Linked DNA regions of Mus musculus: region 1 is linked to region 2. The links are chromatin contacts, called in public Micro-C maps. All regions are on one chromosome and are shown on one strand. Each heading gives the region's core, a stretch centred on a gene start, on an enhancer-like site or on the middle of the called end of the contact. The rest is flanking DNA. Distances are from core to core; before and after follow the strand shown.

What was found. Hi-C and Micro-C count contacts between places; a contact is called where the count stands out from the background.
Region 1: a contact with region 2 is called in a Micro-C map of muscle stem cells, with 3 times the contacts expected there. The contact joins two enhancer-like sites. A contact is called at or near these places in 3 of 39 promoter capture datasets (3T3-L1-derived adipocytes, hippocampal neurons and liver), 3 of 484 Hi-C or Micro-C datasets (muscle stem cells and myocytes), 1 of 115 datasets of contacts at active chromatin or transcription factors (astrocytes) and 2 of 9 other capture datasets (adipose tissue and pancreatic islet).

What each region holds. Positions count from the first base shown.
Region 1 is chr16:43,093,562-43,101,137 of GRCm38.p6, reverse strand. All of the region lies in intron 2 of Zbtb20 (zinc finger and BTB domain containing 20), which reads right to left. Among named protein-coding and RNA genes, the nearest start is that of Gm25873, 29 kb to the left of the region's middle. Within about 2 kb of position 6,142, at least 12 of the 459 cell types and tissues checked have an H3K27ac peak or open chromatin away from gene starts, as enhancers often do. A contact at or near this core is called in muscle stem cells, where this site is marked.
Region 2 is chr16:42,915,941-42,923,686 of GRCm38.p6, reverse strand. All of the region lies in intron 1 of Zbtb20 (zinc finger and BTB domain containing 20), which reads right to left. Among named protein-coding and RNA genes, the nearest start is that of Gm19522, 7.7 kb to the right of the region's middle. Within about 2 kb of position 2,071, at least 9 of the 459 cell types and tissues checked have an H3K27ac peak or open chromatin away from gene starts, as enhancers often do. A contact at or near this core is called in muscle stem cells, where this site is marked.

The DNA of each region.
Region 1 (7,576 bases), core at 4,893-7,392, 170 kb before region 2:
TGAGCACTGAGTGCTATGGTTTACATGGTTTAGTTCAACTACACCCAGAACCAAACTTGGAGGGAGAAAGTATGAGCAAGTACAACTGAATACATCATGGCTTCCTCAGCCAGTAACTGGGAAATCCAGTACTGAATGAAATTCAAGAATATTCCAAAGTTCATCCCATATAAATTGAATTTAACTTAAACCCAAGGCAGGTGTGATGGAAAGTTTTGTGTCAACTTGAAATAAACTAGAGTTATCTGAAAGGAGGGAAGGTCAATTGAGAAAATGCCTCCAAAAGATCCAGATACAAGGCATTTTCTTAATTAGTGATCAATGGAGGAGGGTCCAGCCCATTGTAGGTGGTGCTATCCCTAGGCTGGTGGTCCTGGGTTCTATAAGAAAGCAGGCTGAGCAAGCCATGTGGAACAAGCCAGTATGCAACACTCTTCCATGGCTTCATCAGTTCCTTCTCCAGGTTCCTTTCCTGTTTGAGTTCCTGTCCTGACCTCCTTCAATATGAACTATGCTGTGGAAGTGTAAGCCAAACAAAACTCTCTTCTGTGTAACTTGCTATTTTTGGTCATGGTGTTTTGTTATATCAATAGAAACCCTACCTAGGGCACCGGGTATATCCATAGAATTAACAACAACAAATTACATATTTGCAAAAAGATCAAAGTCTTGATTTTTACATAATTGAATATTGGGATCAAGTAGTTGATTTCATACAGTTTCTTATAAAAGAAAAATTATAAAACCAGAAAAAAACATAAAAGTTTTGTTCCCAAATGATTTTCTAAATCTGTGGGTACTGTCCTCTAATGATCTATCTCTGCGAGTTGAAGACCATGAGGAAAACACCATTTAATCTTATCTCTAAGCACCATCTTGCAAAGTACTTGTATTGCTTTAGGCCAAGTGTCTCCAGTACTGAGGAGAACTGCAGGTATAGTAACTAGCACAGTGCATACATTTTTAGCAAATCAGTAACTGGTAGAACACCAATTTTAATGAAGGAATGAGTAGGTCTATATGTGCAAGCACGTCTGTGCTGTGAGTATAAATACATAATTAATTAGCACTTTGGCCATATTAGTTCTTTTAGTAAATTTTCATTTGCCATTTGAATCATATCACTTCTCCTTGAGACTTTCTTATGGAATTATAAATGTCTATGTAGCAATGGTGTTGGCTTCAAATGCCTCAGAAGGAATCAAGGGATTAGTATACTGTCACAGAGACCAATTTACAAGGAGCCCTTTAGTTACAATCACTACAAAAAATTTTTGTTACATTTATTAAAAAGTGCTTCAAAATATTTTAATAAAGTGCTAATATGAATATTACATCTTTATCTGTTTTAAGGTGGAGAAAACATAAGCAATGTTTCATTTCTAAAACCAACTTCCCATGAAGCAGAGCAGAAGGCCTGCTTATTACAGATTTTTCCTAGCCAAATTCCCGAAGGGCCCCCAACGGGCTTTCTCAATTTGTGGGCACTGTCCTCTAACAATCTATTTCTTTCCAGACTCTCCTTGGAAACCAAAGATTTATGTCACTCTCTTCATATTTGAAAAGGAAATTGGTCCAGGTTAAAGAAAAAATAAAAATTGAAAGTTTATTTTTATCAAAGAATCCACGCTGGCTGGACAAATAAGTCATTAATATGCCCTAGGCTGGAGGCTCCTTCGCTAGTGACTCTGTCTCTATAGGACTCTTACCACTGTTTGGACCTACACAAATCCCGCTCACAGAAGGCATTTGTGAAGATGATTCATGCTTAGACATGTGTTTGGAAAAGAAAATACTGTCAGATAGTCATTGGGAAATTAGACCCTGCTCTCTGCAAATATTTTAAATCTCCAGCTCAAATTCTAGACCCAGGGAAGAGTCACATAGGCTGGGAACATTTCTTTAAAAAATGAATATTCACTTAGCATTCTGAAATATTTTTTTGAGGTCAATCAAACAGGTATTACAGCATTTTATCAATAGCTTATCAAACCATAGAATAGAACAGGACTGAATAAAGAGGCCTTTCCTAAGGGAACTCTCTGGTCACTGTTCTATGAAAGCATATGAGCATATTTTTATAAACTCATCTTCACAGGAAGTTACCCAGCTTAATAAGCACAGACCCGAAAGTTAATATTAAAATTTACTTTGATTTCAGCGGCAACAAAGCTGGTCCAACGAGGAGCTATTACATAAAACCCTTATTGTCACACCCATCATCACCACTCTCCACAGAGGAAGGCCAGCACCACGAAGCCAGCTCTCAGTTCACCTCAGGAAATATGCTGCACAGATGGCCAACCTAATAATGATGCAGTAGTGAGGTGGCCCTGTTTATCTTCTCCAAATGACACTGCCTTAATTTTACAATTCTCTTTATTGATGCCCTCTTTCATGTATAGGTCTATTAGATCCCACTTCCCTTACTGTCCTCCCAGGACTTGGCGCTTGCCAACTACAGTAAGTTGTTTTGACAACTTGTCTAGCTATACAATACTCTGTTTCTTTCCCTCTGCATTCGTTCTGGCTTCAAATGACTGCCTTCATAATATAGCAGAATATCCAGTCAAAGTATACAACTGGGTGGAAATCTTTCTATGCATAAACACTGTCCTGGCCAAACTATAATCTTTAATGTGCCCATAGTTCTCTTTCTTTTTCTCTTCACTTTCATAGATAAATCCCATTTGCTATCTTGTCTACTCCTATCTTAATAAGGAATGACTGCCGTGACTACCCCCATCTAGCTACGCCATTCACCGCCAGCACCTCTGCTCTCCTCGTGTGCTTCAAGAAGAACTGATTAGCACTTTGCATAATTAACCTGATTAGCACTGTGCATAATCAAACTGATTAGCACTTTGCATAATTAAAAAGAAATAATAATAATAACAATAATAAGCACTAAGTAATATCAGAAGCTGTTAGTCCCTCAGCCCTTTGGTTACCTCCAAGATTAGTTCAATGCAACACATCTTGTACCTCCACATTGAAATCTGTTCTTTAATTCTAAAGTCAAGGAAGCATATTCAAATTCTTTCAGTCCACAAGCCCATATGGTTTCTAGTTTCATTCTCAGTTGCCAAAATGTTCGATTTTTTTTCCCATCTATGACTCCCTCTACTCAATCGTTGATATTCCATGGATATGACAGTGGGACAAAAATGAGAATAAGACACCAAATCCAAGGAAAACCAAACCCTAGGAGATAAAATCAGAATTGAAGATAGATGCTGCTTCTGTTCAAATGAGAAAGAACTAGACAACTTACCAGGGAAATCTGGTAGGGCCATGTACTTTGTGACCTCAGCAAAGAGATTTAGTGTTCATAACCTTACTCCCTCGTATTAATGGAGTATGGGAGGAACATGGAGTATGATAGCTCAAGGGCTGCCATTGTAATAAGATAACAGCTTAACAAATATTCTGTCAACTAGATGCTAGTAGTCATAATTGAGGCATCCCTAAGCCTGGCACTACCAAAACACATTTCACACCATGGACAGAATCATAGATTGAGTAATAAATTTTATATTTATAATGACTTCAAATCAAAAAAACTATGAAGTCTTTTTGCTTAACTTTCCTTGTTTCTCAGTCAATGACTGAATATGATTATAAATATGAGTTAGAATTATAATTTTACTTTGGTAATTATTGTATCCATCATGGTTCTCATTTGTATTTCCACAGAGGTTAAAGTCAAGCTGTTCCTGGAAATTCACAAGAAAATAGAAGAAAACCTGCTATATTTCTACTAATTTGGGAATGCAAGGTGAGAATTTTGCAAGCCTGCTTTTCTCTACCGCATCATAGTTGACTAACTGTTCTTTGCTAGCTTTTAGTTCAATCCTCCTGTCCTCTAAACCATCTTTGAGATCCTGCCTCATCTTTCTTGTACTGTTTATTGTAGTCTTCTCTGTATTAAGCGTTTATATATACAGATCTTTTAGTTATGTCTGTTCTTACCCCACAAACATCACTTGAGAGATGCATGTCATGAGCACACCACATTTTTGTCATAGTTGAATTGAGGAAACTGAATAGCGAGACTCTCTGTTTCCAGTAAGCATTGACCATACAAGTGCTACGTACAAGCCTGGGTGGGGGGCTGCTTCACTACCTGTATTCCTGAGATTACAAAGGTATTTGACACCCACAACCATGTGTGTGATCAAAAAATGAATAACATTTAGTCACTCAAAGCAAAACAGTAGTGTCTAGTGAGTACATGTCATTGTACTTACTACATACTGAACACAGCACTGATCATGAAAACTGCAGGCTTCTCACAAGAACCTTATGGTTTAAGTATCTTTTAAGGAATTTTTCAGAGGCTGGAATGGACATAGAATTCTCACTCCTCAAAGGTGAACGAAGAATAACTATCATGGCCTGTTGTAAGGCATCTATCATAAGACCATGAGGCCTGTATCAACCTAAAGAGCAGCTTCTTCCTGGGAAAATAGTTCATTCTGCATTTCATTTAATTCAAGGAAAAATGCTGCTGTGGAGATTATTCAAGTCCAAATGTTCCTGGTGAAGGTGCTTCCAGTAATTCTGGGAAAGAAGCCAGTCCTCTAGTTTTATATGTAAATATTTTAAAAACAAGCACACATATATAAGCACAAAGGAAAGGTCAAGAAGACGTAAGTCTTTAAAAATCTATTTTAATAATTTTTTCCTATAACTGTCCACAGAATTTTGGGCTTTTTTGTAGTGTTACATTTTCTTTTACACAATACACCTGCTTTTTTTTCTAAACTAAATATTTCTTCCATCTAATGACTTTCTTTATTAGACAGCATCTAATTTGCATACATTTACATACAATTTAACTGCTAGCTTGTGAGAACAAAGAAATGGCTCTGCATTGTACTGAAGGACAATGCTCAGTAAAGGAAGGTATAAAACCAACCAGTTCTGTGACTGTGAGCTCTTTGTCTCAGTCACACCAACCTCTCTTTCTTTTTTAACATGCTACTTAAAGGGGGTAAAAATTATTTCATCAAACAATGAAAGAAACTCCTCTCTTCAAATGTCTGTACCCCACCCCCTGCTTGGTTACCTCAATTTGGGTCCAAGTTCCCTGATTCTATCATAAGTTCCTTTATTAGTTTTATTAGATTTGCTAACTCAATCCTTGTATTTTGTTTGGTATCCCATGTCTGGAACAGGCTGGGATCCTGCTCTGGTAAAATTTCCATTCCAATCATTTGTACTGACATTCACTTTTCTCCTGAATGGACCAGGTCTTAGAATGTGGGAGGCTGTTCTTAAGTGTACAATACAGGCTCTTTCTTATCTTACCAGGTTAATAGATTTCCTTAAGACTTCAGGGCTTTTTTGTAATAAACATTTCTTCAAAATAAATGGTTTCCAACTCCACTGGGGAGTTAATGGGAAGACGACTTGAACGTAAGGAGGACGTCCATGCAAGACATCTTCTAAGTAAAGAGCACTTGAGGCAACTGCTCCCCCACTCAGCCCTGGTGTCCCTTTGTGAGTCTCCAAGCCTGCAGGGCTCTTGGGTAATGAAAAAGAGAAACAAACCTGAAAATCACAGACCCTTGACTCTCCCACCTAGTAAATACACTAACATTCTGAGAAGGTGACTTGCTGTGTCTCTTCTCTTAGTAACTCTCATTCTTGATTCACAGAAAGGGAGATTATAGAAAGCAATCTCAGAGAGTTTGCTCAGTGTTTTATAAATATTAACTATTGAAAACATACAAAATAAGCAATAATGCTGTGGTCACAACCAAGTTAAAAAAAAAAAAAGAAAACGCAAAGGGAATTCAAGTTTCTTAAATGCCACTGGAAAAATATTATCAAAAATCAATGGAATAAAAATGCTTCAATTACAATAAGTAATACAAACGTTGGGCAGGACAGAAGGGCAACTGAAAGCTATAAAATAACATATGGAGCAGCAAAGGCAGGTGGGGACAGCAGCATCAGTGAGCAGGAGCTCAAACTGCCCAGGAAGACACATTTCCTTAGAAGTGGGTTGTATATCATCAGCCTGCTTTTAGCATCTTGATAATACACATTTACAATTTTAATGACCAAAAGAGGTGTGAACTTGTCAGTGATAAGTGAGGAAATTCTATCACTCTGTAGGGCTGCAGAATGCCCACATGATTTGGAGCCTTCGACAGCCAAACAGATTGCACAGGCACTACATGCGATCTTGAGGCATGTCTGATTTTCCACCTGGTGGGACGCCGGAGTTAGAGACAGTATCAGTGCTGGGGTGCTGGCAGAGACCAACTCTGCCAATGCTTTACCCCATGAGCAACTATGAATATTGATTAAAATAGAGCACACAAAAGAAAGAATCAGACCCTCTCGTTGCAAACAAAAACCGAAACAACACCTCTAGGTTTTGACTAGATTCCAGACACTCAGAGACATTCTCAAAACCAAGACTTATTTCTGAAACCAGTTTTAACTTCTAGAGGCCTTACAACTGATCCCCAAATCCCTTGTTTCATGAGAAACAACAAACTCATCACCTCATGGTACTATAGCATCTGTCCTTTCAGAGAGACTCTGAGTAAGTTTCACACAACATTTCTGATTCTCAGGCTCATTAAACCTTCTTGTTAATGGAGATTTCAGGCAGCACTTGTTTTTGTGTCATAGAGTACTGTCAGTACCCAGTGTCAAACCACCTTTTCCCACTCTATCATATTAAATTCTCTGTGTTTGTTTTAAAAGCACCTCTTAATACTAACTCAGCCAACATCACCTGTGCTGGAGGTGGTTAAGATCCACCTCCCCAATGCATGTTACCACGGTGACAAAGTAGTGACCTAATTTACACACACCTGCTGGGTTAATTGGGCCAAAATGAAAGATGATATATATGCTCAAAATCCAAAACTGATTTTTCCCTCAAAATTAAATATTTGATTTTTTTAAATTAGCAGTTTCTAAAGCTAAGAACATACTCCAGGTGTGCATCTGCCAGTTAATACACCCTGAATGTTTCATGACACTTGAGCAGCAAAACATATTGAGTGATGAATACAAATCTTTTATGTATTTTCTGCATGCAATGATTAGTATGACTAAGTGGTCTCAATCACAGAAGAAGCCGGGGTGCTGGAGGGGTCAGGCTACTGACTGAGCTAACAGGGACATTCAACCATGCCAAGTGAGCACTCCCTCGGGGCTTAAAAACAAAACAAACAAAAAAAAAAACAAAACAAAACAAAACAAAAAAAAAAACCACAAGTTAGCTTTGAAGTAAGCTGGACATACTTCAAGCCTTTCGCAGCATGCAACAAGTTTTGAAACAAAAATATTACCTTTGATGACCTCACTTCTGGCCACTTTCTACCCTCTTCCCCCAACCACTGAGTGCTTTCTCCAGGCCACAGAGTTTTCTACCCACAGACAATAGTGATATGAGCAGAAAGCTCCCTTTAAGGAGGGTTGGTACCGACCAGCCATCAATGTGTGCATGCACACAAATGGCCTTTCTAAACCCATCAAAGGCTAAAATTTTCAGACCAACCATTCATTTATCAGGGTTGTCCATTAATGTACCTATACAAAGATATTC
Region 2 (7,746 bases), core at 822-3,321:
TCTCTTCTCCTCACAGCCTATACTTCATTAGTGAATCCAAAGTCCACTCAAAGACCATTTATCTAGAGCTACATTTTCTAACCTGAGTGTCAGTACCATTTTTAACTCCTTGATGCTGCTGACAACTATTATCCCAAATCCTGCATTGCTTTCACAAAGGAAATATTTCAGAATTCCTTATATAACATGTAAAGCATCAGCAAAAAGAGTTCATTTTTAGTTCAGAATAAAATTTTGAGTGAGAAAAATTCTGTCTGCTTTGGTCACAATACTTATTATTTGTTGAAATAAGAAAACAATAAAGCTTAATTTTAAGAATTTTAACCATTGATTATAGGTATTAAATTGAGAACATCTGACTAAGAATGAAACAGAGAAAGGGAGAGATCATAAGACAGTCAACCACCTAGCACAATTAATGCTCAAGTTGATTTCAGCAGTTATAGTTTAATTCTGTAATTCCAATTTTCTACCTATTGTTCAGCAGTCTCATAGCCTAGCATGAATAAACACCCTATAGCAGCACATGTGTACCCACTCCAGATGTGCTATGTCAGAAATATCTAAGTACTGTTCTTGCCCAGTATAATGCACATTAGCAAAGAAATGGAAAGGAACAGATATCTTGCTCCTTATAAAGTAGTATTTAAAATGTATATTAGTATCAATGTAGAGTTGAAATTTTTATAAAGAGCATGCTAAATTTTATTAAAGTTGAGTTATTCAACATGCTTATAACTGAAAAAAAAAAAAAGCAGTGACCATTCTCTGGGAAATCTAAAACATACCAATAAAAAGACTGTTAACCAGTGAAGTGTTTAAGTATTCAGTATAAATTCAATAATAGTAAAGTAAAAGCAAGTGCAATAAAATAATATTGAAAATGAACAAAAGTTATTTCAAGTGAATGCCAATATCATATCTAAAGGTTGAAATCAGCACCCTTATGAAGTTTATATGAGTTTCATACAGGCAACAGCATCTGTCACAGTGCTACTAACTACCTGCACAGATTCAAATTTAGCCAGATTTATAAGGCAGCACCAAGAGCTCCCAAACAACAAATAAATAAACCTACAGAACCAACATTCAAAAGTCTGAAAATATTATAAAAAAATTAATGGTTGTCATTATTACACAATAGTACTTTATATTTCAAAAGCATTTATATTTAACGAATGATTAAACATTAGTTTATAAGTCATCAATAGCCAAGTAAAATAAGGAACTTAAAAAAAAAGTATTAGCCAAGTGAATCACAGAAGAAATATCTTATGAGAAATATCTAAGTTTATAGACTACTAACAAAGAAACTTATTTAAAAATCAATTTATATTAGCACTTTTTGGGAACATCTTGCATCACCCCCTTAAAGATCACAGGGAAAAGAGGCAGCACAGAAATAATGTTGAATTATCAGCTATCAAAAGTACCATGGTTAAATTTTCAGTTCACTATTTTACTCAGAGCTTCCCGGCAACCCACTGACATATGACCAAGACCGACTAGCAGAAAGTGACAAAAAAAAAAATGTTGAGGCTTCGAACCCACCTTCCCTCTCATACAGGCCACATCACAAACTAGAGATTAGGTGGCCAAATTTTAACATCAAAGGTGCACTTGGCATTTGAACCAGACCTAAGAATAAAAACCATGGTCTTTATTGTCCAATAAAGCTAATAAGCTGAGGCTTACTTAACTCTTTCCTGGCTTTTTGGATCTTCTCAAGGATTACTGAAATTGGAGGCTACATATGAAAGGACAGTTCATCATTTCCAAACAAACGATCCTCATCCAGATTGCCCTCCAATCCGTGAAATCTGAGATGCCTCAGGATTCTTCTTTGTGAAAGCCTTACAAATATATCCAAAGATGGTGAGTCCCATATGGCTCTGATAAATGAAACCCGTTATTGTGAATTTCAGGCTCTTCTTTACAACAAAACACTATTGGGTGAATTTGGTGCTCATGAAATAAAGCACTAATTGCGTGGCCTAACAACACTGAATCCTCTGCCTAGCAGACATTTCAAGTTGTGCCAAATTGGTTTTGGGATGTGAACACATATCCTGGAGCCAGACTAGCTCACATGCACTCACTACTCCCTGGAAGGAAGTTGGGCACTCTTGGAAACTACATTAACTCTTTCAGGACACCCGGGAACCTGACTATCATGAAGAGAAAGGCCCTTTCAAGACAAAAACAAGTCGTTCTGCACAATGTGAAGCCCCAGTAAGAGAGGTAAAAACAGCAAAATCTGACTGAGGCTTAAGTATCCACATTACGTATTAGACAGCATCTGGACCCCAATAGATGCTTTCTCAAATGTATCTTGAAAGTGCTATTCCTTTTCTCCTATGTATGCATAATTTCTAAGACATTAATAAGAGTTGTGTGCACTCCTGAGACAAGAATTCATTTTAAGCTTAATATGCCACATTTGCCTCAGGCCAAGCGATAAGAAACTTTTGTTTCTTTGGTAACCACTTTCACCTTATTATAACAAGAAACTCCTTTAGTGTTTTTAGCCACATGAAATGTAATTTCCAAACAAGAATCTTTTTCTATGGTCTTTGTATCCTGGCTCACAGAGATGCCCACAAACCTGGAGCTGCATATTTAAATGGCAATTAACCAAATCTCTCCCTCTCATGCAAATCTATGTTCATAATTTTAAAAACAGGATAAGGAAAATTTTGAACTGCTACCTCTTTTTTTATGTCCTAAATAACTTGTTGGGGATCAGTACTTATTTTTCTAGAGAATTTTAACTAAATAATTAATTTGTAGTAGATAAGAGCATATTTATCTGTCCCCAAGAATATCCAAACTGCACCACCTATAATTTTAGAGTTTGTAGGCTAAGGCTACTGTCTCCTTAAGGCGGTCAACTTCATCTTTTATTTTGAAAACTTGATAAAGATGAAGTCTAGATGAGAACTGTGGGAAATACGTAGAATCCTTGGAAGATGTCATTTAGTTACTTTAGCTCCTTCTGGCTTAAGCATTCTCCATTTCTTACAGAACCACACTTAACTTCCTGCCAATTGGTGTGAATTTAAATGGGAGGTGAGAAGCCTGTGCTCCGCTTCTAACAAAGCCGCAGGCCCTCACCACTGGCCTCCTCAGGCCACTGAGACTGACTGACTCCATAGCTGAGATATGAAAACACAAACTTGTCAGCAGGCCCTACCTATAAGGAAACTAGGTGCTATTGGCAAATAGGACACATTTGTGAATCAAATGTATGGCTGTTTTTGAACTCAATTAATTTCAATTCTTAGAATAGAATCCAAGGCTCTGATGGCTGTGGGTATGTCAATATGAGAACCATCTACCTGATCTGCATTCATGTTTGGTAACAACTCAAACATTCACTAACCAAAGTTTAGAGGACTGGAAACTCTACTGCAGTGTGTGCAAACCATGTTGAATATGATGACATTCCCTCTGAGTTCTTCTATGCAGTTACTGGGTTAGCTTCCGGTGACCAAGTCAAACTCAGGTTGTGGTTTCAGTTGGCACAGAGAAACCAGTAAGGCGGCATTATAAGGAAAAGTGAAGCTACTGCCCACACACTGCACCATCCACAGATTTTCTATTTACTGTAACAGTGAGAAGCTGACTAATAGATATGACCTCAACAGGTAAGATGGGAACCAAGGTGAAATTTTCCCACAAGGCTCAAGCAGAGGAGATATCTAAGGAAGTTATAAACCTTTCAAAGACTAAAGTTCTAATTAATGTATCTACTCTAATTCCATGTAATATGATTATGAAGCTGTTTTTAAAACCTTGTATGTTCACTACAATTTCCATATTTAGAGCTCTGCCATGAGCACAATCTCTACTTATTCGACACCATGTCTATTTCTAACCCCATGATTGTTACATATATGGTCTGAATAAAAGATACACATGCTTAAAAGGATGCACACTGGCCTTACAGATCAGCTTGTTCTAAACATCCTTCATGCTCAAAATTTACCTGACAGTCTACCTAAGCCTGAAACTATCACGAAAATAATTTTCAGATATTACAGCAACAGCAAGAAAAGAGGAGGGAGGAAACAGGCTGCAGAGATGTTAGAGTTTCTTCATCAATAGAGGCACCAAGCCAGGCAATGTTCTCACTGAAGAAATAGCTCCAGTACAAGTCTCAACCCTGAAAACACATGTGTAGCTGTAACTAGTCATTTTACCCATGCAGGCTTCTCCTTCCTAACCTGCAAAGCAAGGCTAACCAGTTGCTTCCCATATGCCTATACTGGCTAGATGTTTTCACGTTTTACTCCGAGCCAAAACCTCATCTACATAATACCAGTCACACCTTCCCCTCCCCATTGAGTTTTCTGACTTTCTGTGTTTGCAAAGACATAAAATTAGCTGTCAAAATTGAACATGCCCAGTAGCCAGGACACACGCTGGCCTCAAGATCGGGAAGGAGTGAGTTATGTCAAAGTGCTTATTTGGCCCCAACAGGGTCACTGTTGGTATACTACCTCCCACTACTAGCTCCTGTGGAATTTTCCTCAGAAAAATGGAGAACTGTTTTAAGATAGACATGCCCTTTAAGCTGGTCTCAAATCAAAATAAATTTAGGATATTCAAAGAGCCTACAGAATTTTCCCTGTGGAGCTTAAATAAATTACTGACAAAATTTTCCATTTCATACTCCCTTACTAAATTTGACTTTCTACAAAATCATGTTTTAATTTCTATATTTGAAAAAAGAGTAGGTAAACTTCTTAATTTTAAGATCTACCCTTCATTCTTCCCAAGATGACCACCTAAAAGAGTGTAATTTGGGAAAAGGTCACTCTTAGAATTTCAAATGTAATCCAAATCCCCAAAATTGAAGTTCTTCTAAAGAAAGGATTACATTCTCCTGTTACTACATCTGGATACATACATACATACATACATACATACATACATGTTTAATATATGAATTAAGTTGTCATCAAAACTTTCCCAAACTATATATGTATCTTGATTTATAAGATCATGGTTATTTTCAAACATAGATGACACAGACCATAGTTTCTTTACACTGTGACTACTCGACATGCATTAGAAATAAACTTATATCCTACAAAGCTTATTAGCACTTTGTGACTTGTGGTTAACAAATGTGACACCTTTTGATTCTGGGGTATACTATGATTGTAAAGAGTACACTTAAAGTCACTGATAATATAGTAAGAGAACTAACTTTGCTATCAATGTTAGACTGAATCCGTATTTAACCTAAGCTCTGCCCCTTACTAAATATGCAATCATGTATGAGTCACTTAACCATTACAAGCCTAGTTTTCTTCTCTTGTAGGAAATACCTCATAATCCCATAAGTAAAGCTACTTAAGAATTCAATGACTATAGTTAGAAGAACTATGTAGGCTCCTTTTGATTGTTGGTATTTTATTTCTACCTCCATCCAGAAATCATTTTCAATGGAAAAGTAAGAATTTCTTTCCATTAACATGATTTAATTAATAACTATTATATCAAGTGGCTCACACACATTTATGCCTCCCAAAATTAGATACTACCACTTAACATAATGAGAATTTGATAAAGGTTCATTAGATTTGGGGAAAATAATATAATGTAGTGAAAAAAACACAGACCCTGAATCTCAACTTTGGTGTACACAGCTGTCAACTAATGTCACAATGGATTCTACACAGGGGTTTTCATCTGAAGCACAGACAGACTATCACTGTACATGCAGACTTGTAGGTAAAGATAAATTAAGTAACCTGTGTGAAAAACAAAAAGTATTGTCCTTCTTCCGTAAGTTTTGGTTATAAGACAAGACTAAACTTTTAATATATGGCAGTACTGACTAGCCTTTCACATGTAAAATACAGCTGTATTTACTTAAGGAATCATATGATTGATGAAGTTGAATTTGGATGCAAGGATAAACATATTGTAACATTAGACCTTAAAAAAATAAAAAGCAGTCATTCTCACAGTTTGCAATAAAAACTGATGGAGTAGCTTTTATAAGATACATGTGACTTTGGAATCCATGCATATGAAAACTCACTTGCTGATTGTGATACATCTGAGACTATATGTAGATGACATAAAAGTCAACTAATATTTTCTCAATTGATTGGACCAGCTACAATGCAGGATTCCTGAGTTTCATTGACCAATTACTGGTGATGGAGCTTGGATAACTAAAATTTAAGAAATACTGTAAGGTGATTATTATGCACCCTGATGCTTAAAAACCAATGAACTATATGGTATAATAATTAAATGTTTGAAAACATTTCCCATAACAATTGCTTACTTTTTAAAAATTAGCTTCTATACTTAATAAATATGATCAAAAGCAACTTGTGAACACTAAGTATAAAAAGTTATTTAAAGACAGTAGATGTAGTCTTGTTTTACATTTACTAGTTATTAAGGCAAAATACAGAAAATTTCGAAAACATCTCTAAAGAGTCTGCTGCCACAGAGGAGCATTCTAAGTAATGCCCCAGATTTGAATGTTCTTAAGCTGTGTGTGTTGCTCTGACTTGGACTTTATTATCGTTCCTTCTTTAGTTACAGCAGTAATTGCAGGGACACTCCTTAGTATTTGTACACTGTTTTTACTACTCGTGAAAGCTTTACAGACATGAACTCACTCGTTTAATCCTCACAATAACTCTATAAGAGTTTATAGGAAAGGTAACATCTACTATTGCTTTTTAAAAATTATAAAGGCAAACTTAAAAAGTTAAGTGAATTATCCAATCCTAAGTTTATTTGTGTTTTCAGTGATATGTGGACTTAAAACTCAAGCATAAGTTCCATACAAAAACATGTGAAACTTAAACCTTAACTCTGACTTTAACAAGTTATGAATAAAGTTTAAAATAGCATGAAATAATATGTAGGTGGCAAGTAGTTGCTCTTTAAAAATATTCTACTTATTTTATAGCTTAAAAGAGAAAGATGGTGGTAGCCCAATCAACCAAACTAAATATTTAATAAAATGCAAAATCTTACGGTGCCTCTCTCTTATAATTCCCATGCCCACTTTAAATGTAACCCTGTAAGAAGAGCTTTCTCTTCTGAGTCATGAGATAACAGGTAATATTTTCAACAATGAGTAATTTAACTTTTAGCTATAGTAGTAATTCAAAAACTGAGATGTCAAAGGTACAAAAATAATGTAAACACAAGAGCAGGCCTTCCAAAACTCATGAGTTGACACCCTTCAGATCAGCCGGATCAGTCCAATTCTTTTATGCACTGATGTAGGAGGGCCAAGTATCTCATTCACATTAGCACAAGAATTTTGTTGTGAAGCTGAAATTAGAAACCGAGCATTGACTACTGCACAGCCAACCATAACACACACACAAACAGAAAATGTCATTTTAATAAGGAGCACTCACAAAAAGGGACCTATCATGACTGCCCTCCAAAAGACCCAACAAGCAGCTGAAAGAGTCAGAGGTAGATAGTTGCACCCAACCAATGGACAGAAGCAGCTGACCCATTGTTGAATTAGAGAAGGCTGGAAGAAGGTGAAGAAAAGGGTGATCCTGTAGGAGGACCAGCAGTCTCAATTAATCTGGACCCCCGAGATCTCTCAGATACTGGACCACCAAACAGGCAGCATACACCAGCTGATATGAGGCCCCCAACATACATACAGTAGAGGACTGCCCGGTCTGTGTTCGTTCAAAGATGATGCACCTAACCCTCAAGAGACTGGAGGCCCCAGGAAGTTTA